Regions from separate parts of the Mus musculus genome. Here all the other regions are linked to region 1. The links are chromatin contacts, called in public ChIA-PET, HiChIP or PLAC-seq and promoter capture Hi-C maps. All regions are on one chromosome and are shown on one strand. The core of a region is the stretch at or near the end of the contact, and the rest is flanking DNA. Distances in the headings are between cores, read along the strand shown.

The links. Promoter capture Hi-C pulls out the DNA fragments that hold promoters and counts their contacts. ChIA-PET counts read pairs in DNA pulled down with a chosen protein or histone mark. HiChIP or PLAC-seq counts read pairs in DNA pulled down with a chosen protein or histone mark.
Region 2: a contact with region 1 is called in a promoter capture Hi-C map of pre-B cells, with 3 times the contacts expected there. The contact joins the promoter of Cox7a2l here to the promoter of Thada in region 1. A contact is called at or near these places in 6 of 39 promoter capture datasets (the C10 cell line, HPC-7-derived erythroid cells, hippocampal neurons and 3 more), 1 of 484 Hi-C or Micro-C datasets (pre-B cells) and 2 of 9 other capture datasets (adipose tissue and liver).
Region 3: a promoter capture Hi-C map of pre-B cells shows a contact between it and region 1. The contact joins the promoter of C430042M11Rik here to the promoter of Thada in region 1. A contact is called at or near these places in 14 of 39 promoter capture datasets (the 3T3-L1 cell line, 3T3-L1-derived adipocytes, the C10 cell line and 8 more), 8 of 484 Hi-C or Micro-C datasets (CD4 T cells, the MNK3 cell line, bone marrow-derived macrophages and 4 more), 25 of 115 datasets of contacts at active chromatin or transcription factors (the 230-238 cell line, the SCID.adh cell line, acute myeloid leukemia and 19 more) and 3 of 9 other capture datasets (adipose tissue, embryonic stem cells and liver).
Region 4: an H3K4me3 HiChIP or PLAC-seq map of embryonic limb bud shows a contact between it and region 1, with 7 times the contacts expected there. The contact joins the enhancer-like site here to the promoter of Thada in region 1. A contact is called at or near these places in 19 of 39 promoter capture datasets (the 3T3-L1 cell line, 3T3-L1-derived adipocytes, the C10 cell line and 12 more), 2 of 15 datasets of contacts at CTCF or cohesin (the NIH/3T3 cell line and large pre-B cells), 25 of 484 Hi-C or Micro-C datasets (B cells, CD4 T cells, the G1E-ER4 cell line and 18 more), 25 of 115 datasets of contacts at active chromatin or transcription factors (the 230-238 cell line, the NIH/3T3 cell line, the SCID.adh cell line and 17 more) and 3 of 9 other capture datasets (adipose tissue, embryonic stem cells and liver).
Region 5: an RNA polymerase II ChIA-PET map of memory CD8 T cells shows a contact between it and region 1, with 30 read pairs. The contact joins the enhancer-like site here to the promoter of Thada in region 1. A contact is called at or near these places in 2 of 39 promoter capture datasets (HPC-7-derived erythroid cells and pre-B cells), 2 of 115 datasets of contacts at active chromatin or transcription factors (bone marrow-derived macrophages and memory CD8 T cells) and 1 of 9 other capture datasets (liver).
Region 6: a FOXA1 HiChIP or PLAC-seq map of pancreatic cancer cells shows a contact between it and region 1. The contact joins the promoter of Mta3 here to the promoter of Thada in region 1. A contact is called at or near these places in 7 of 39 promoter capture datasets (the 3T3-L1 cell line, the C10 cell line, hematopoietic stem and progenitor cells and 3 more), 3 of 115 datasets of contacts at active chromatin or transcription factors (astrocytes, large pre-B cells and pancreatic cancer cells) and 1 of 9 other capture datasets (adipose tissue).
Region 7: a promoter capture Hi-C map of liver shows a contact between it and region 1, with 2.7 times the contacts expected there. The contact joins the promoter of Kcng3 here to the promoter of Thada in region 1. A contact is called at or near these places in 5 of 39 promoter capture datasets (hematopoietic stem and progenitor cells, hippocampal neurons, liver and 1 more), 2 of 115 datasets of contacts at active chromatin or transcription factors (embryonic hindbrain and large pre-B cells) and 2 of 9 other capture datasets (adipose tissue and liver).

What each region holds. Positions count from the first base shown.
Region 1 is chr17:84,464,894-84,467,593 of GRCm38.p6, forward strand. Thada (thyroid adenoma associated) reads right to left here and starts at 1,315. Exons shown (of 38, transcript NM_183021.3): 1 at 1,201-1,315.
Region 2 is chr17:83,512,921-83,515,639 of GRCm38.p6, forward strand. It overlaps Cox7a2l (cytochrome c oxidase subunit 7A2 like), which reads right to left and starts at 1,413. Exons shown (of 3, transcript NM_009187.3): 1 at 1,284-1,413. The coding sequence starts at 1,355.
Region 3 is chr17:83,853,089-83,855,788 of GRCm38.p6, forward strand. C430042M11Rik (RIKEN cDNA C430042M11 gene) reads right to left here and starts at 1,330. Exons shown (of 2, transcript NR_155491.1): 1 at 1,128-1,330.
Region 4 is chr17:83,888,731-83,891,430 of GRCm38.p6, forward strand. No RefSeq gene overlaps it. Among named protein-coding and RNA genes, the nearest start is that of Gm35125, 15 kb to the left of the region's middle. Within about 2 kb of position 1,316, at least 102 of the 459 cell types and tissues checked have an H3K27ac peak or open chromatin away from gene starts, as enhancers often do. A contact at or near this core is called in 3T3-L1-derived adipocytes, the HL-1 cell line, the NIH/3T3 cell line and 7 more, where this site is marked.
Region 5 is chr17:83,769,446-83,772,145 of GRCm38.p6, forward strand. All of the region lies in intron 8 of Mta3 (metastasis associated 3), which reads left to right. It overlaps Gm46597 (predicted gene, 46597), which reads right to left. Exons shown (of 3, transcript NR_168497.1): 3 at 2,194-2,498. Among named protein-coding and RNA genes, the nearest start is that of Gm46597, 7.2 kb to the right of the region's middle. Within about 2 kb of position 1,431, at least 16 of the 459 cell types and tissues checked have an H3K27ac peak or open chromatin away from gene starts, as enhancers often do. A contact at or near this core is called in memory CD8 T cells, where this site is marked.
Region 6 is chr17:83,704,860-83,707,622 of GRCm38.p6, forward strand. Mta3 (metastasis associated 3) reads left to right here and starts at 1,325. Exons shown (of 17, transcript NM_001379391.1): 1 at 1,325-1,426. The coding sequence starts at 1,399.
Region 7 is chr17:83,630,626-83,633,325 of GRCm38.p6, forward strand. It overlaps Kcng3 (potassium voltage-gated channel, subfamily G, member 3), which reads right to left and starts at 1,270. Exons shown (of 2, transcript NM_153512.1): 1 at 338-1,270. The coding sequence starts at 993.

The DNA.
Region 1 (2,700 bases), core at 65-2,564:
GGCCACTGAGGAATGGTCTACCTGCAGACCCTCCCAGGCAGAAAACGACTCAGCATGCGTCACTTAAACTCCTGACATAGCTTCCTTGTTGTCCCTACTTGTCTCTGAAGAATCAAAGCAATCTAACCATGCACTTGCTTATAAACTTCCCAAAGGTTTTCCCTTGCACTAAATAAAATGCATTAGTTACATCCAAATTTGGGTGTATGGCCTGAAAACAATCTGGCCCCAGCTTCCTCTGCCATTCATTTCAGATTTCTTTCACAGCATGTATTACTACCTAAGATTACACTAACTGGCACACCTGTCTATTGCCTGTTTTTCCTAGCACTAAGCTCCATAAAGGTTGCAATGAACTGAATAGTTGTGTTCAGTGTTCCCGTTCTTAACTCCTTAGTCGTTCATGCATGTAGTAAATGCTTTATTAAAATTTCATGAACTAAATCAAGGAATTCTTAATTAACAATTGCTAGAGATATTATAGGAGGGACATATATACTTTTAGAAGGAAGGTGGGCTACCTGGTACCTAAAAGGACATGCTACAGCTAAGTGGCATACCGCTCCAGAAACTGAAGCATTTATAGTCCATTTGGACGGCAAGTCACTACAGCAACGGCAAATGAGCAGTCAAGCAAAAAAGTTAATGAACACAGCCAGACAGAGAGACAACAAGGAAAGGCCTTGAAGTTCTGGGTTAAGTTTAGGGAAATAATTTCCCAAACGAGCAGCCAGCGTGCAAAGTACTGAGAAAGTACTGAGGAAGGAAACTGAGGGGACACTTGTGATTTGAAATGGCAAGTTTGCAGCAGTATTTGATCCCGGAGTCCTAGGGACTACACAGAGATAGACTCGGTGATTCTGCGCGTTCTAAGGGTAAACGTGTGTCCGGGTGAACTGGGCCGGCCCAGAGCCGAAAATCCCGGTTCAGCCTGATGGGCATCTGCCCATAGGTGCCACTTGCTGCTTCCCGCCCATCTACATCTACACCTTCCCGACCGCCTCCCACGTGGAGTCCAAAGACTGACAGAAGGACGGATGAAAACGTGGTTCAAGGGCTGTCTGTCTCCATGGAGACCTCAGCGCCCGGAAGCCACGGCTGGCACCCTCGGGGTGGCCTGCAAGCTGCCCCGGCCGCGCTGTGGCGAAGTCGGTCCCCCGCGCCCGCGTGCCTGGCAGGCAGCGCGCCCGCGAGCCAAACCTCGTGCCCGAGGACGTCTGCAAAGCGTCGCCACCTCTGGACGAGACCCGGAAGCCCGTCAAGTCTACCGCGTCCCTGCGGCTTGTAACGTGGTGCGCGATCCAAAAACCGGTCCCCGGCGAAGGGAGGCAGGGCTGGAAGCTGGCACGGAAATATCGCGAGAGCGGCCGAGTGCCGCTCCTCCAATCAGAAGTGAGGGTGGGTTGTGACGTCATCAAAGAGGGCGTTTGCGAGGGGATTTAGAGAGCCCGCGACTAAACAGTTCTTGATAAGCGAGCCTATGATGGTGACTGCTGGGAATTGCATGCCCCTCACCTCCTTCTGGCTGGCAGAGCAGCAGCCTCCACACCTCTAGGTGTCAGGCCGACATTTCTGTTCCAACCCAGACTTTCTACATTCACTGTGCCCAGCGCAGAGACAGGCAAAATCTACACTCGGGGACGGTTGTGCCAGGGACGGGAACTGAAGCCAAGAGCAACGACTTGAACTCCACTGTCCGAGCCTTAAACGCTGCCTTAAAGGCTGCATCTTTTACACAACTCACAGACTATCTTGCAGTCCAGTCCTTTAAAACTGAGTAAAAATTAGAGACCTATATCACCTTAGTAAGGAGCTGGGACAAGGGACAAGATCACAGAACGGACAAGATGCTGAAAAGGCCGGGATGCTGGCCTGGGCTCTGAGATACATAGTTGGGAAAAACAATGAAAATTAGGTTCATCAGGTGGATGGCTTTTCTATCAAACTTTGTATTTCTTTGTGGTTTTGCCACGTGTATTGTGAGACCCTGACTTAAAGCGTTTCTCCTTGAAAGGTAAAGCCCCTAAAACATTTCCCCAAGCTTGTTTTCCCTGACCTATAAAAATACAGCTAGAAAGAAGCTCTTTGTTCTCTATAGCCAGCAAAAAGCCTTTTTGTTTCTATACTTTACAACCAGAGATGCGATAATTGTAAAAGACCCAGCCAGCACTTGCCTGGCTTCCTGTGCCAAGGACTCAGGGTTAGGGTTAGGGGAAGATAAAAATTCAGAAAGAACTCACTCCCCACTCCTTCTGCCTTGTAAATTTCACCAAGGACACTCCGCCCAACTCTTCCCAACTCCTCAGCTAGCTATTAAAAGCCCCCTACTGTCACTGGGGTCATCGGGGTCGGGTCAAACTCCCCTGACCTGCATGGCGGAAGGAGTTTGTCCTCAGCTAGCTGATAATAAAACCTCTTGCAGTTTGCATCAGTGTGATTTTCTCTCCCGTCTTTGGGGTGCTGGCCAACTTATCCTGGGACTTGAGCGGAGGCCAAGCTTCAGGGGTCTTACAGTATCACTAAACAATAGCTTGGTTGATTTTGTGTCTGTTATCCACCGATTCACATCTTTTGGCATTGCTTTCAGGTCACTCACCTAAAACTGAGTGGTGACAATTCTTTGACTCACTGTTAATATGCCGTTCTCTACTGTGCTGCATTTGTGCTGATATATATGGACATTTGCTCTGGAGGAGTCCA
Region 2 (2,719 bases), core at 163-2,662, 950 kb before region 1:
GGACTGTTCTTTGAGTGAATTTTCCTCATTTCCTTCCACATTTCTGTAACAGAACGATGGTGTCTCTCTCTCTCTCTCTTTTTATGATCTCTCCAGCAGCAAAGAGCCTACTAGCAGCCATGTCTGTTAAGCACCACATTCATAAAACCTCAGCAGCTACCAGACACAACACAGCACTAGACACTGAACACCTAAACACTCTTGAGACTTTTCCTCCTCAACCTCCCATACGACCCTTCTTGGCCTCCTCTCTCCTGAAAGCACATCTACTCTTGTAATGAAATCATACTTAAACACTGTCCCTTAAGATGGAGTGTCCCATAGGGGTAGAAAAGAGGCAGTAATGACAATCTCTTTTACAGCCCATACAGGTCACTTACTATTCAAGGTTTTTCAGCTTCGTGTCCCACCAAGGCTTCTCGAACTATGCTGAGCAGTGATTCAGTTCAGGAGAATATATAGCATTTATCCAGCACCAACCATCTGCCAGAAAATCTGCTCACTCGACACATCACATTTAACCCAAGTTAATGCTGCCCCGAATTAGAAGGGGCAGTCAAGGTCACTAGATTAAGGCTGCTAAATTCAGTACTAACCCAGTATTAAGTGGAACTCTAAAATACCACATTTTCACAACACTGAGATTGGAGATGGGAACGCCATTGATAGGATCTAACTGGAACCTGGATAATGTCAGATTGCCCAGTAGTCAACGGTCACCGTCTGCCACTTTAAAACTAGCAAAAGCATAAACCTCGTTGGGTGTCACTTCCGATGCTTTCCCCAGTATGTATGTATGTATGTATGTATACACATATATATATTCCCATGCCTTATGAGCGAGCTTCTCAAATCCGCCCTCCCAGTCTTCCATTTGGTAGCTGGGTAAAGCTGCTTTCTGGGCTGTGACAGGGCCAGTAACAAGAGGAAGTCACAAAGGCCACCTCAACCAGAGAGAGCAGAAACCCAAACACAGTTATGTCACCTTCTGCAATCCTTCACAGATTCTACGGGAAATCCACCTTAAACAAGCAACCACCCCAGGGGTCACCTTGACCCCCGCAAGGTATCAGACCTGAGTTCAGTGCCATGCAAACCTCGCCTAGGGTGCAGCACACACCCAGAAACCTCGGCGACCGCTCCAAGCCTGCGTGGTTAAGGACACCAGGGGACACCAGCAAGCCGGACCGGTCGGCCGGCAGAAACCCTTCACGGCTCGAACCTCGCAACTGCCTGCCTCGGGCTGCTGTTCTCCGGCCCAAGGCGACGCGGCAAAAGTGTACCTGCGGGGTGTAGGCTTCCGAAGCCCAAGCTCCAGCCAACTTCTGCGTGAAACTGCTAAACTTGTAGTACATGTTGGCGGAGGCCCGCTTCGCACCGCCGCTGCCTGTGCGACCGCCCTAGAAAAGGACCCGGCTTCCCCTTAGGCCCGCCCAAAGCTCAGCGCAAGGACCTTAATCCAAAATGCGGACTGTCTAGAGAACGCCTGACTTAAAACATAGCCTCCTACGCAACGTCGGGGGGAAAAAACCGCGCTTTCTCAAGACCTAGAAACGAAAACAAACTCTAAAAGACATGGAAAGAGGCTGTGTTCAGGCTTCCCGAAAACTCAGGCTTCTCTGTACCACTCACTTGGATGTGGGCAGTGCCAAGGCGCCTTGACAGGTGCGCAAGCGTCCTGTGGACAAAGAGGGCGGCTGAGAGCGACACAGTCGGTCAGAGCGAGTTCTGGGCGGGGCCTAGAGCGGGGGCGGGCCCAGGACGTGGGTGGGGTCTCGTCAGGCCCAGGTCCCGCCCCATTTCAGGGTTATTAGTATCTGTTGAGGGGTCTTAATGTACCAAGGGTTGTTAGGAATTTCACCTCAGTTATGACAAGAACAGCTCTTTGGAGCCGTGAGTGCATCGCCTGTAAGCAAAATCCTGTCTCAATGCCGGGAAAAGTGACAGGAAAGGAAAGAGAGTGGGAGAGAAGGAGATAGGAGAGAGAAGAGGAAAGGGGAGAAAAGAGAAGAGAGATCAAGGAGGGAGATGGTGAGAGGAAGAAAGGAAAGAAGGGGTAGAGGGGAAGAGGAAAAAGAGGTGAGGGAGAGAGAGGAAAGAGGGAAGAAAAGAGGGAAGGAGGAGAGAAAAGAAAGAGGAAGGGGAGAGAGGGAAGAAAGGAAAGAGAGGGAAGGGAGAAAAGAGGGAAGAAGAGGGAAGGAAAGAGGGGAGAAGGAAAGAGAGAGAGGGGAGAAGAAGAGGGAAGAATCTATAGGCTTTGTGTAGACGTAAACTTAAAGCACCTGTGTGTGCATCTTGCGCTTTTGAGAGTGAGATTTTGTCAGCATTCATTTGGTTGCTCATCTCTTCCTAGGCCCTGTTCTTTGAGATAAACGTATGCAGGGGAGGTGACTGGGAACACTTGTGAAATCTCTACCTTCTGCTTGAATGATGCGCAGTTACAGCTTCCTGGTTATGGTTATACTCTGCCGCACCATGCAGTGTGACTTAAGCTTCCACTCTGAGTCGAATACTGCATAAACAGAGTGTGCCGGCTTCCTAACCTCCAGGAACAAGTTTTTAGTCCTATCATTTAACCAGAGGTTTTTGCACACACATTATAGATTTATGCATACTATATTTTAAATGTAAGTTGGTAATGAATAGCTGATGATGCCAAGCTTAACATAGTATTTTCTCTAAATGCATTGAACCCCCACAACCCGAGAATTGGTACTAT
Region 3 (2,700 bases), core at 80-2,579, 610 kb before region 1:
AATCGTCATCTCACCTCCAAACTCACTCCGTGGGGCAAAAATAAAAAACCAAATTAGATAAATGTATATATTTTTTATTTAAAATGGCAGGGGATGCCTTTAATCCTAGCACTTGGGAGGCAGAGGCAGGCGGATTTCTGAGTTTGAGGCCAGCCTGGTCTACAGAGTGAGTTCCAGGACAGCCAGGGCTACACAGAGAAACCCTGTCTCAAAAAACAAAAAACAAAACAAAACAAAACAAAAAGGCAGGGGATATAGCTCAGAGATAGAACACTTGGCTATTATTCATAATGCCTTTGATTTAATCCCCAGTCCCGAGAGACAAGACAAGACAAAGCAACCCGATGTCCTGCCACATACACCAATCTATCATCTTTAGTTTTGAAGCCTGAATGGGGCTCGAAGGTGAAAATCCAGGTGTTGTCAGAGCTGTATTTTTTTTAAAGACTTATTTATCTTATGTTCGTTGGTGTTTTGCCTACATGTATGTCCATATGAGGGTGTCAGATCCCCTGGAATTACAGACTGTTTCGAGCTGCCATGTGGGTGCTGGGAATTGAAACTGGAAGAGCAGCCAGTGTTCCTAACCACTGAGCCATCTCCTCAGCCTTGGGTCTTGTCTTTTTTTTTTTTTTTAAAGAGTTCAGGTAGAAGACATAGGTTTCTTCTTCTCTAACCTATCAAGATCCTCCTCACACCTGCAAGTAACGGAGACTCCAATTAACCGGGAGCTTATGGGATGCTGAGGATTTATATGCTAGGTGACAAGCAAGTACACCCCTCCCCCCACTAAATAAAAGTGTAATTTAAACAATTCAAAGACACACGTCTAGAGAGATGGCTCAGCCACTGAGAGCACTTGCTACTCTTGTAGAGGGCCAAGGTTTGGTTCCCAGTATCCACATGGCAGCTCACAATTGCCTGTACCTCCAGTTCCAGTGGATCTGATGCCCTCTTCTGGCTTTTAATGGCACCACATACACACACACAGTGAACAAAACATACATGCAAGCAAACGCTCATAACTAAATAAATCTTAGGAATATAAAAATGAAACAAGACAGAAAAACAAGCAAAGAAAACCCGTTCAGCTAAGGGGAAAGTTAAAGGCTCATATAACAAGATACCTGTCTGAGTCAGGGGTTCTCTTGCTGTGAAGAGACCCCATGACCATGGCAGCTCTCATGATGGAAAACATACTCTGGGCTGGCTTAGTTTCAGGGGTTTAGTTCATTATCATCATGGTGGGAAGCACAGCCGTGTGTAGGCAGACCTGGTGCTTGAGAGGAGGAGAGCATTCTATATCCAGATCCGAAGGCATCAGGAAGAGACCTTGAGCCACTAAGCCCCAGCTTGAGCTCCTCAGACCCGCCCCCTAGTGACGCGCATCCTCCAGCAAAGCCACACCCACTCCAACAAGGCCACACCTCTTTAGTGGCACTCCGTATGGGCCTATGTGGGCCATCTTCATTCAGACCACCACAGTAGCTAAAGGATATTTGCAGGAGGTGTAACTGAGGAGACCCAGCCTGAATGTTGCTCATGTCAGGTTTTGTGTGACAGCGAGGAGAAAAGTGACTAACACACGTCCTATTCCTGGTGGCTGAGGACAGCTGGTTACACGTAGCGTTTCCTTAGGACCACGCCCTGTCTCCAGTGCTGCAGGTGCTTGCTTGCTCTGCTGTGGGGGCTGCAGAGCGGGTTGAGTCATGTTAGCAGCATCCTTCCATTCTTCCTACCAGACATATGTTGTTGAAATTTTTTAATCCCAATCTGGGGTTTCTCTATCACCTTGATCATTCAGTTCCTGGATAAAAGACACACAACCTTTATATTTACAATAAGCCTTAATCAGCACAAGAGCTGGGCAGATACCTACCCTCTATGCTATTAGAATCTACCTTCCTATCAATAACCCCAAGTTATTATTTACTATGTTTCATCTATGCTGCTCTTAACTCCAATTGGTCAGCCCTCAGGTTCTCCCTCGAGAACCCATGGCTTCTCTCTCCCTCCTTCACCTTCTTCTCCCTCATGGTTTTCCTCAGACCCCCAGTCCTGGAATCCTAAACCCCACCTATGTCTCTTCTGTCCAACTATTGGTTGTCAGCATCTTTATTTACCAATGAGAAATAACTTGGGTGCAAAGTCACTGGGTCTACACTCAGACTTTCTCTCAGGGAACCAGGTCTTAGGGGCTTGCACTTAGCCCTACAATACACAGCAAAAGACCAAACCTCAAAAGACTTAGGCAATTCTCCCCATGTTTCTGGGAGATCAAACTGCCATGAAGGGAGAACCAGATGTGTGTGCTGGCCACGAGAGGCTCAAATGTCCATACTTGCACCCATTACTGGGACAAAACCAGTAGTAACCAGCAGACGTTGCTTGGATCTGGTGTTTCCAGGTTCCCAGACTTTTATTCAAGAAAACTAAAATAAAGGCAGAAACAAATTGCAAAGAAGCAAAGGAGTTTTATTTCAAAGCAAAGCAATAGTATAGACCAGAAACATCCTGTCAAGAGTGATAGGGGACACTATCTATCGATCGATTTATCTATCTATCTATCTATCTATCTATCTATCTATCTATCTATCTATCATCATCATCATCTATCATCTATCTATCTATCTACCATCTATCTATCTATCTATCTATCTATCTATCTATCTATCATCTATCTATCTATCTATCTATCTA
Region 4 (2,700 bases), core at 66-2,565, 580 kb before region 1:
GATGGGTTGGGTGTGGACCTGCAGAAGAAGAAGGTCGTCTCAAAATGGGAAGTCTAACATTGGGATCAAGATGGGTATGGAATTCAGATGGACTAGACCACGGAGGTCCGTGGAGGGCAGAGAGGGAAGCCATGCTGAAGGAAGAATGGGGTTAGATGAAAGGACACAGCGGACAGAAGAGGAAGGCACTCAATCTGAAGAGTCTTGTTCTGTCATGTGGCAGAGCGCAGTGACTCCTGGTTGGCGCTGGGGCCAGTCTTTGTTGTGAGAGATCTCGAGGCACATGGCCGGTCTCTTTTGTCTGTATACTCTTTTTTTCCTAAAAGAACCCCAAAATAGGGTGGGAGGGGGAAAGAAAAATCCCAAATTCTTATTTCCCCTTTTAGCTGGTTTAAAAACTTGACAAAAAGTTTGAGCGCTAGCTGCTGACACAGTCTTGCTCTTTCGTGCTTTATCCACTTGGGAGGGAGATGGTGTCAAATGAAGGCCACAGTTCACCTCAGTGCAAATAAGGGCATCAGGGCCTTTTCAGAGGGCTTTTGCTTGGGAAATGGGTGGAGTGTGAGGGGACCAGACTTGGCACAGAAAGGACAGCGGCAAGAATGGCCCGGTTGGTCAAATCCACACGGCCTGCCTTGCCCTTCTTTGTGGCCTCGAACAGATGTTGTCTGAAGTGTGGGTCTCAGAGGTTCAGGGCCAATGTAAGGACATTCTCAAGAGCCAACGGGAGGAAGCCCAGGCACCCTGCATCTTGGGATGGAATGAGGCTGGTGCCATCCTTTGTAGACTCCGTCTGTGGGGCTGAGGGGGATGCTGGCTTCATCCCACTTTCTCAGAAATTCTGATGGGAACCAGTGGGGTTGTATTGAGAAGGATTTCCAAGCTCATTTCAAGCCTTTCCCTTGGCTTTATTCAGCAGGCCAGCCCCCCAGTGCCACAACATCCCCTATTCTCTCCTTTCTGGGCTGGTTAATGCGAGCTTTCTGTGGGGGCAGGAAAATGGAGCAGTTGTTCCATCGGGGCTGGGCACTGACCCTCTTTCTCTGGCAGACTCTTAGAATTTAGAACTTGGATCTCTCCCTCCACCCCACAGAGCACAGGGTGTGGGTCCAAGAAGCAGGGAACTATGGGAGAAAGGGGGTTTGTGACCCTTCTCCTCCTCCAGACTCGTCCTTATTCTCCGAGGACAGGCAGAAAGGGCTCTTCCAAGGCCTGCTGGCAGCCAGGCCCCGTTTGTGGTAGGCGGTGTTTATGTGAACGCACAAATGTTTATGTGAGATTGCCAACCGGTTATTTATGAGTCTCTCAGCCTTTCCCCAATAAAAGCTGTTCCCTCAATGTTCTGACAGGCCCTGCATCTGTAACTAATGTGTCACTCGCTCGCCTAATGCAGTTCACTTGTGTTTATTTTTGCACAAAAGCAATTTATCCAGCGGCTCTGGAAAAAAACAGCCCTGTCAGGAACCTTCTTGGGAGCCGAGTGTTTTTCCTCAAAAGAAGGCCCAAATGGCTCACAGGGCAGGGCAGGCTGTTGGGGCATGTGCCCAAAGTGCCCAGAATGTGAGGGTGGGCAGCGGGTGTGAGGAGAGCTGAGCCCTCACTGTTATCTCTGGTTGTAAGGGTGTGTGTCTGTTTGCAACTTCCTGTGGGACTGTGTAGGTTTGTGTTGGCCTTTCAATAGAAAAGTTCTGCCCAGAATGTTGAATGATTTTAAAATGGTGTTGGGGGTGAGGTGACGCTAGCTTCACTATCCCTCTGGTCGTCATAAATCAAAGTTGGGAGAGTAGGCTGTTGGCGGTTAAAGGGCCTGGAGGAGGTAGCTTAAGGGAGGGCAAGGAGGGCGAGAGCAGGGGCTAAAGGGGAGGATGCTTGGCTTTAGGGCAAAAAGAGCATGAGCTCTGGGCAGTCCAGGACCAGAATGATAAAAAGTTGAAGGCAGATGACTGTGCAGGGCTCCTCTCTGCGCGGGTTAATCTGACGATTGTCACTGTTTTCGTTGCTGTAGGGAAAGGGTGCTCTGAGGGCTTGTTGGATGGCACTGAGGAAGCAGAGATCTCCAGCTCTAGAATTTCAGGGGGAAAGGAAATGAGCCGGGGAGGGAGGGAGGGGTCAGGAGTCAACCAGATGCAAAGAGGAGCCCCCTGTTGGGCTGCACAAGAGCCTGGGGTCTCTATGGTCCTTCACTCCATCCCATCGACTGCCACAACTAACACAAGGCAGTCGATCGGGCAGGAGAGGAAGTGACTCTGGGTAGAGCCCTTCCGCTGCTGGGGATGACCCCGGGTACTTGAGCCCACAGTGCGCAGAGGCCCAACTCATGGTAGATCCTTTCTTGCCATTTCAAAATGGCCTAGTAGGAATAGTAGTGGTGAGCTAGGATAGTGACATCAAAGCCTGAGGAAGCCAGCTCTCCCTCTCGGAGACATGACACCTTCTTCTAGTCTTTCTCACACCAAATCATGACTGTTCTGTCCCAGTTGGCAGGAAGATGGTCTGAATGATCTCCATCTTGGGTTGTTCTCCAAGGAGATTTTGTTAAACCATGATGGCGGACGATGTCAAGCCAAAGATTCTCGTGTTAACAGGGAAGTAGATGTACGGTGTGGGGATGGAGCCTTTGGGTCTTTCTGTTTTGAAGTCTTTGAGGCCTGGCCTAGGCTTTGACTGCTCTTCTCCTTTCTATGCACAGGGATGAAGGCA
Region 5 (2,700 bases), core at 181-2,680, 700 kb before region 1:
CTGTCACTATGCGGCTCTGGCTGGCCTAAACTCAATCAGTAGACCAGATTGGCCTGGACTTCACTTGCCTCTGACTCCACAGTGCTAGGATTAAAGGTGTACACCATCACGTACACCCAGCTCATTACTGCAGTGTTTTTTATTAAGCAGAAGGAGACCTGGAGGCTCGGGCAGCTGGGGGCTGTGTTGCTGAATCACATCCATTCTTGTCTCTACCAAGGCCTCTCTGGTCCACCAGCTCTCCTACCTGCCTTCCGCCTCCTCATCACTAGAACGCCGCGGGTGTTTATCTTTCTGGATTAGCTATTCTTGAATATATGTGTGTGTGTGTGTGTGTGTGTGTGTGTGTGTGTGTGTGTGTGTGTGACAGACAGAGCAGAGAGAAACAGAAAGAAAGAGAGATGGGATGGGTAGGACAAACAGACAGACATATGGAAGACCTTGGCTTCCTGTTTAAACTGCTGTAGCTTCACGTTCATTTGGAATCTTAAGGTCCTAGGAATTGATGTTCAATCTGGGTGGGGCTGATTAAAACTGATGCTTAAAGTCTGCATACAGAATTTGGGCATTGCTTGCCAGATGGGATGCATGAAAAACTCGTAGCGGCCTTTTTTTTTTTTTTTAAGATTTATTTATTTATTAATTATTTTATGAATGTAAGTACACTGTAGCTGTACAGATGGTTGTGAGCCTTCATGTGGTTGTTCGGAATTGAATTTAGGACCTCTGCTCGCTCTATCAACTCTGCTCGCTCAGTCCCTGCTCGCTCTGGCCCCAAAATTTATTTATTATTATAAATAAGTACACTGTAGCTGTCTTCAGACACACCAGAAGAGGGCATCAGATCTCATTACAGGTGGTTGTGAGCCACCATGTGGTTGCTGATATTTGAACTTAGGATTTGAGCAGTCAGTGCTCTTACCCGCTGAGCCATCTCACCAGCCCTCATAGTGGCCTTTCACTGTCTGTCCATTTTCCTTGGGGACTTTATAAAGGGGACTCCAGGCTTTTAGCATTCCTCGACCGTTTGCTCATCTAGGACACCTGTACCTCTTGTCAATCACCAGTACTTGGGGGCAAGTAGCTGTTTATGCCCGGTTCTGACTTCCTCATTTTGAGGTCAGTTATGAATGCAGCAGAGCTGCAGATTTCAGGTGTTGCTGATCTAAGATCCGTAAGATTGATATTGTTAAGATACTGAGGACCCTGGTTGGTAGTGCACCCCGCAATCCTAGCTCTTGGGAGGTAGGAGCATGCAGATCAAGAGTTCAAAGTGCAAACAACAAACTATACTGTGCTCATGGAGGGTTCGTTCATACATGTTGCTCACTTCATAAAATAGAACGTATTTTGTGTAGCACACAGAGGGGAAAGCATCAACGAGAAATGCTTACACCCAGCTGACACCCTTCCCCCTCGCTTGGCTGGTAAGCACTGTAGTCAAGCCCTGCCTTCTCTTGCGGTGGGAACATCATGAAGGTCTCACACAAAGGAAGATGGCCGTGAAGTCACCAGGTAGTGCAACCCTGGTGCCAGTATTGTATGTGTGATGTATGCAATCTGTCCTGGACTGAAACATTGCTACCCTATTGTCACTGGCATTGGTAGAGTGCCCTCCACTCCACCCCTATTTGTGATGTTGGTCACAAGGCCACCCCTTGGCCTGCAGGGCAGTGTCAGCATCGTCAGGGACATGCCTCGCTCCCAGAGGAGACACGTGCTCTGCTTCTCTCTGCTGCTTGGACTCTGGAAACTAAGTAACTTGGAGAGCAGAGTCAAAGAAAGAAGTTTTGGTTGTGGCCTTGAACACCAGGATAAGTCTGCAGGTGATGAACCCAAGGCGCCAAGCAGTTAAGAAGCTGCAGGAGGACCCATCGCCGAGGATCAGTGACAGGCAGGCTTTCTGGTGGCAGGTCTGGACTGAGGAAGGTTGGCTGTGCTGGCTCAATAAGAGATGGACTCGGGTATCGGAACAGCGCTAATGCCTGTAACACAGAATATCTTCTGAAAATGCCGCCCCCTTCCCTGCTCCCATGGGATGTCCCTGAGGTGTCCCTTCCTCACCCCAGCTCTGTCTGGAGTCCTCTGGAGTCGAGTCAGGCATTGTTCTGGCAGCTGCCTGACTGTGTGTTTGCCAGATGACACTGTGGAGAGTTAACTCAGGCGGTCAGGCTTGGTGGCAACAGACATTGCTTTTATTCATTCATTTATTCATCCATTTATTTATTTATTTATTTATTTATTTATTTATATTTATTTATTTATTTATTTAAAGGAAGGCTTTAAGTGTCGTGGTTCAGCCTTGAACTTCCTTGTGTATTGATTTCTGATGCTGTTGCCTCCATCGTGAGCACTGAGATTAGGGTGTGCATTGCTGAGCGGGTGTTGCGAGGTGCTGCTGTCTGGACCCAGGAGTTCGTGTATGTCAGATAAGATTCTGCCAACTGAGACTCTTCAGCCAGTACTTTAGCACGAATGCAGGAGACCTCAGAAGATCACTGGATTTGAATGTGGGGGGAATAGAGTAGAGAATTTAAATACGCCAGAATTTTTGAAAAGAGGCTAAATGCACAAACTCATACTAAAGATTGCTTATGTCATGTAACATCTTTACTGGGCAAGCAAATCGTGTGCTGAAACCCAGTGTCTGTGTAGGGCAGGGTGGCCTCCTGTGAGGTCCGGGGCAGGGGTGAAATGTTT
Region 6 (2,763 bases), core at 75-2,574, 760 kb before region 1:
GAGGGTGTGAGGAACGTGAAAAGGGATCTATAGCTACTCAGCATGGGAAAACTAGCCACTTAAGAGCTTTCTGATGGGACAAGTGATCCTACACCTGTAATATAACCCAGCACTCAGGAGGCTGAGGCAGGAGGCTACAAGAGCCAGCCTGAACTGAGACCCGTATTAAAACAAGTAATGTTGGTGAGGTAGCTCAGTATAGCCAGGCCTGACTATCTGAGTTCAATCTCTACTCCTATGATAGACCTATACATATATATCTCATAGCATTCATGCCCTCACATGATAGATAGATAAATAGATGCATGGATGGATAGATAAGTAAATAAGTGTATTAAGAATTTAAAAACAAACCAACAAACATGAAAAGTTAGTTCTATAGTTAAATGACTAGCCTGTGCAAAGACCTGGCTTCAATCCCCATTAATGCAAAAAAAAAAAAAAACCAAAAAACCAAAAACGGGGATTGGGGCGAGGACGTGCTTTTTGACATAAAACTAGTTAGCTGACCAGCAACCCCAAGCTGTTAGACACGACCTCCTCCTTTTGATGGGGGGAAAACTGCGGATTGTGGAAACCCTGTTCTTCTACCGGCAAAGGAAGCCCTCTTGTGCTGAAGGCCTCCCCTGGTCAAAGCACACGCTGTACACAAAGCCTGTTTAGAGGCAGGGCTAGAGGATGTGTGTGTGTGTGTGTGTGTGTGGGGGGGGGGGTCGGTTTTGTTCAGCCCAGTTTTGGCACAGCCACGACTGACCTGCCAGTGTGGTCGGGGTGAGAAAGTCAGCTTCCAGTTCTTTTCATAGCTGGGTCTCAGACTTGAGCAAGCTGCAAGTACGTAGGGTCTTCTTGGCCCCAGGGCCTGTAGGCTCTAAAGCCACCAAACGTCCTCTCACCACGAGGGAGGGACGCAAACAAGCATCTGTCGCTTGCATTGGCTGCATCGGAGAGTTGTACCCAGAAGGGCGTTCGTGTGCTTGAGGTCACACATAGAGGGGTGTCCCTGGGGAACAGAAGCAGGAAAGGAGAACCTGTCCCAAGGTGGACAGGTGACGCGGGCGAGAGAGACGCTCGGAGTGGCTGAACCTCTGTCCCCACCCTGGTTCTTCCACAGCCCCTGACCCTGGTGTGCTACCCCGAGGCTAGTGCGGGTGGCCCCTGGGGTCTTCGGCCCCCCGCAGCCCGCCGCCCCGTTCCCGCCGTGCTCCGGCCTCCCGGGCCCGCTCGGCGTCGCTCTGCCGGCGCTGGGGGCGGGCACAGCCCCCTCCCTCGGTGTCCCCTCCCCGTCCCTCCCCCTCCCCCGTGGCGAGGCGGCGGCGGCGGCGGCAGCGGCGGCGGTCGAGGCTGAGGCGGCGGCGGCGGGCGGGGCTCGGCTCGGGCTCCGCGGGCGGGCGGGCGGACATGGCGGCCAACATGTACCGGGTCGGAGGTAGGAAGGCTCGGCCCTTCCCGGCCCGTCGGGGAGCGGGCGGTGGGAGCGGGGGTCCGGGCAGCGCACGCTTACTGCCAGCAGCCCGGGAGCCCGGGGCTGAGGGCGCCGCGGGCGGGGCGCAGGGGGATCCCCACCCCCACTCCCCTCCCCCACCGCTCCTGCCCGGCGTCTCGGGGCCAGGCCTCTTCTGGGGACACGCATCGGACACCCCCTTTACGAACGCCCCAAAGGGACAGAGCCCCTGCAAGCCCCCTAGCTGAGTGGTCTTTCCCTCGCGTGGCTTTTGGGCACGAGGGAGGGGGGCTTGAGCACCCCTCACCCCAAACCCCGGCTTCTGCCTCGGTGTTAGCGTGGGCTGGGGACGATGGTGGCCCAGGTGGGGGGCAGAGCTCGACAGGCCTGTTTGCAGAGCCCGGGCCCTGCACCGTCGCTGCTTCACCCCCCATTCCCTTCGGTTTCCCGTTCAGTCCCCCTGAGAGTGGGGCTGTGTGTGGGGCCAGGGAGCCGCAGCCCCAGGTAGGGAGTAGAGCTCAGCCTGGACGTTGGCTCTGCTGTCTGTCTTTCCAGCCTTCTGCAGAAGAGAGAGAAATAAGGTCAAACAAACTTTCCCTGCTCACGACGCCCTCCCTCCCTCCTTCCTGGTAAAATAATAATTCAGATAAGTGGCGTGTTTGTGAGTGAGACTTGCTCTTCCGTCTTTGCTCATTAGCCGAGCTCCTGATGGATGATGGTGGGGGAATGGCCTGGCTAAATGAGGCCACTTAGCAGCAGAGGGCTGGGAGAGAGCCGCCTAGGTAGACCGTGACTGTGCAGTCTAGTCTCTCAGGTAAACACATAGTGGGAAGTTTCCAGCCACTCTGTAGAGGAAAAATCCTGTACCTTTGGTTGAAAACTTGCCATGGTTTCTTTATAAGAAGGGTCTAAATGGAGTTGAATCAAATATAAAAAAAGGGGGGAAAAAAAACAACCCAACACCCAGCCCCTATTCCTCACCATCCCAGGTAGAGCAAGGAAAAGTTTGATACCTGCTTGCCCTTACACATTCTGCCTGCCGATTTTTTTTTTTAAGTTGATGTTTGAAATGAATTTGGGCTGTTAAGCCTTTCTTTTTCTCCTGATTTGTCTCAGGTCAACACTTTTATGTAAGAATCGTTGTTGAGGGCTGGTTGGATTGGAGGGATGAGGCGCTAGTGGGAGGCTGCGTTGATGAGCTCTGATACATAGTGATGAAGGGGTTTGCCTATCATGTTGTGGTGGGGTTGTTTGGTTGTTTGAGGCAAGGTGTCTACTTAGGCCTAGATGCCCTAGGATTCAGTCCTAGACCAGGCTGGCCT
Region 7 (2,700 bases), core at 20-2,519, 830 kb before region 1:
AACTGAATCATCGTGCAAATTATTGCGTGTTAGCAATAAAAGTTTGGAAAATCTAATTAGCAGGTTGCTATTTGGTCAGAACTAAAACACAAAGCCTGGAGGTTTTACTCTAAAAGGTGAGACCCAAGCACAACCACAGGCTGCGCCTGTGAAAAGGGGGCGGGGTTGGGGACCCATAGATTCCTCACACCCCTCGGCTGGAGCGCCAGGGACCTCCTGGGGCAGGAAAAAAGCCTAGCTGAGCTGCCAGGCAGACAGGACGGAGACCGGACGGACGGACGGCACGGATAGACGGGACTGGACGGACTGGACGGGCAAAAAAAGCAGTGCGTCCTACCCGGAGGGTTCCCTCCCAGGGCTGGCGGAGTACCTGCTCCGGTCATCCAGACTGCGGTTGTCAGCAACCGCCGCACGCCAGTCGGGCAGCGTGCTGGCGCACAGCACCACCATGGACACGATCACGAACACCACGGACACGCTGGCCAGGATCTGCGCGGCCAGCGACGACGTGGGCTCCTCGAAGGTCCGCCGCATGCGCTCCAGCCAGCGCCGGGAGGGGGCCGCCTCGGGTCCGGCGGGACGAGGCTGCTCGCGGCCCAGCTCGTCTGCCGCGTGAAAGGTGTGGGTGTCGGACATGCGGTCGTCTAGGCGGCGCTGGCAGCAGTACTCCAGGTGCGCACCCTCCAGGCCCCAGTAGATCATCTCGTTGTAGAAGGAGAGCTCGCACATCCGCGGCGCGAAGCGCAGCTTCCCGTGGCCGCGCACGTACAGCAGGATGAAGCCGAAGGCCTCCGAGTGTCGGTCGAAGAAGTACTCGTTGCGCTCCCGGTCGTAGTCGTCGCACACTTCGAGCACGTCGCGCTCCGAGCGGCAGCCGTGCAGCCGGCTCACGCGGCGCAGCGGGAAGTCCTTGAGCAGCTCCCGGGACAGCGAGTACCGGGCGCCGCCCACGTTCAGCACCACCGAGGCCGCCCCGCCGCGCCCGAAGGTCATGGCTGGCCGCCCCGGGGGCCTGCCCGCCGCGCGCACGGGGAGGCCGCGCCGTCGGGGCCCGAGCTCCCCCGGGGCTCGCGCCCCGCACCGCCCGCGTCCCCCGCGGTGTCAGTGCCGCCGCCCCTCGCTCCCGGGTTCGCCCTCCCGAATCCGGGTGGCTGGCCGCAGCTCCAGGTGGCGCCGGTCTCCCAGAGGGCGAACGTTAGCCGAGGCACCGTGGGCAGGTCTGCCCGGTCCCCGGCGCACGCAGCCCCGCCGCCGTCCAGAGGCGAAAGGCAAAGTGAGCCGGCTCCGGCGGCGAGGAGCGGGCTCCGGGAGGCGGGGGCGGGGCCTCCCTCGCCGTCCTCCTCCTCGCCCGCCGGCTCCGCGCGCTCCGCTCCCTCCGCGCGCACCTCCTTGCCCGCCCGCGCCCGCACCTCCCGGCTCGCTCCGGCTGGGATTCCCCGGCGCCCCGCCCCGGACCTCGGGCTCCCCGCCTCGTGACGCCGTGCGCCCCCGCCCGCAGTGGCCGGGAGGGGTGCGCAGGGCGTGATGCGAGCTGCGGGGAGCCCCGGGGCCATCCGGATGATGGACACACCTCCCCCAGGCTCCTTTAAAGAGTCCCCCGAAGGGAGGAGACAGGAGGGAAGGAGGGGTGCTGAGGTGAGGACCAAGGTGCGAGGTTTGAAGTAGGGAGCAGACGGCGTCTGGATGAGCCTTTGCCAGAGACTGTTGGAAACCCTGGTCGGCTTCTAAGGCCGCCCCAAAGGATTTCTCAAAGCAGGCAACCCAGTCGCGGCTTTGCCTGCAGACTTTGCGCTTCCTCTCCGCGCGTGGGGCACCCCACGTGCCGTGCGCTCCGAAGGCGGCCGCGCACCAAGCTCTCCCCACCCCCTGCTCCCTGAGGGATGCCATGGGCCAACGGACTCGCCCTAGTCCCCCATCTTTCCCAGCCTTGGGGTCCTAAGAAGGCGCCTACACCGCTCTCACGATGCCTCCGGTGGAGTCGGGTAGCAGTCTGGAGAGAATTTTCTTTCACTGGCAAGACCAGAATGTCTTATTGCCTCGATCTTGCATTCTCCTTTTCATGCTATCTCGATGTCCACTCCTTCCCTCCCCGTAGCACCCCCGTGCGACTGCGGCACCGGCCTTCAAATGCAGAGGCAGGGTTAAGGCTTGGTGGAGTGGGGTTCGACTTGGCAGGCATTATTTTAAACAGCAGTTTACACATCCGACACCGGCAACCCAGCCCGTCAAAGGCAAGAAACAGGTGAGTTATATATAAGGGAGACGGCGTTAGATGCAAAACAAACCCTGGAAATAAAAATGAATAGGGAGGGTGGAGGGGTGAGATGGGCTCCTGTGACCATGGAGTACCTGGGGAAGGGTTTTGCTTTCCCCCTCCACTTTCCTAATTTTGTAGGACTGCCCCGTGCCCGCTAGAGGTCACCATAAGGAGTCATTTGCTCTGCTTCTCGGATAGATGTTAGTGAAAACAGCCGCCTGCAAATTTGAGTTCTCTTTCTGACAAAGTCACCCTGGGTGGTTCTTAGAGAATGAAAATCTCCATAAGCTGTTTATCCCTAGACTTGGATCATTTTTTTTTAAGCACTTAATGTGATTAAAAGCTCAAAAACAAGAGTTATTTATCTGCTAAGTAGCTACTAAGCAAGGAAAACATCCTGAAGGAAGTGAATTCAATACGGAATGGAAGGAGGTGCTGGCAGA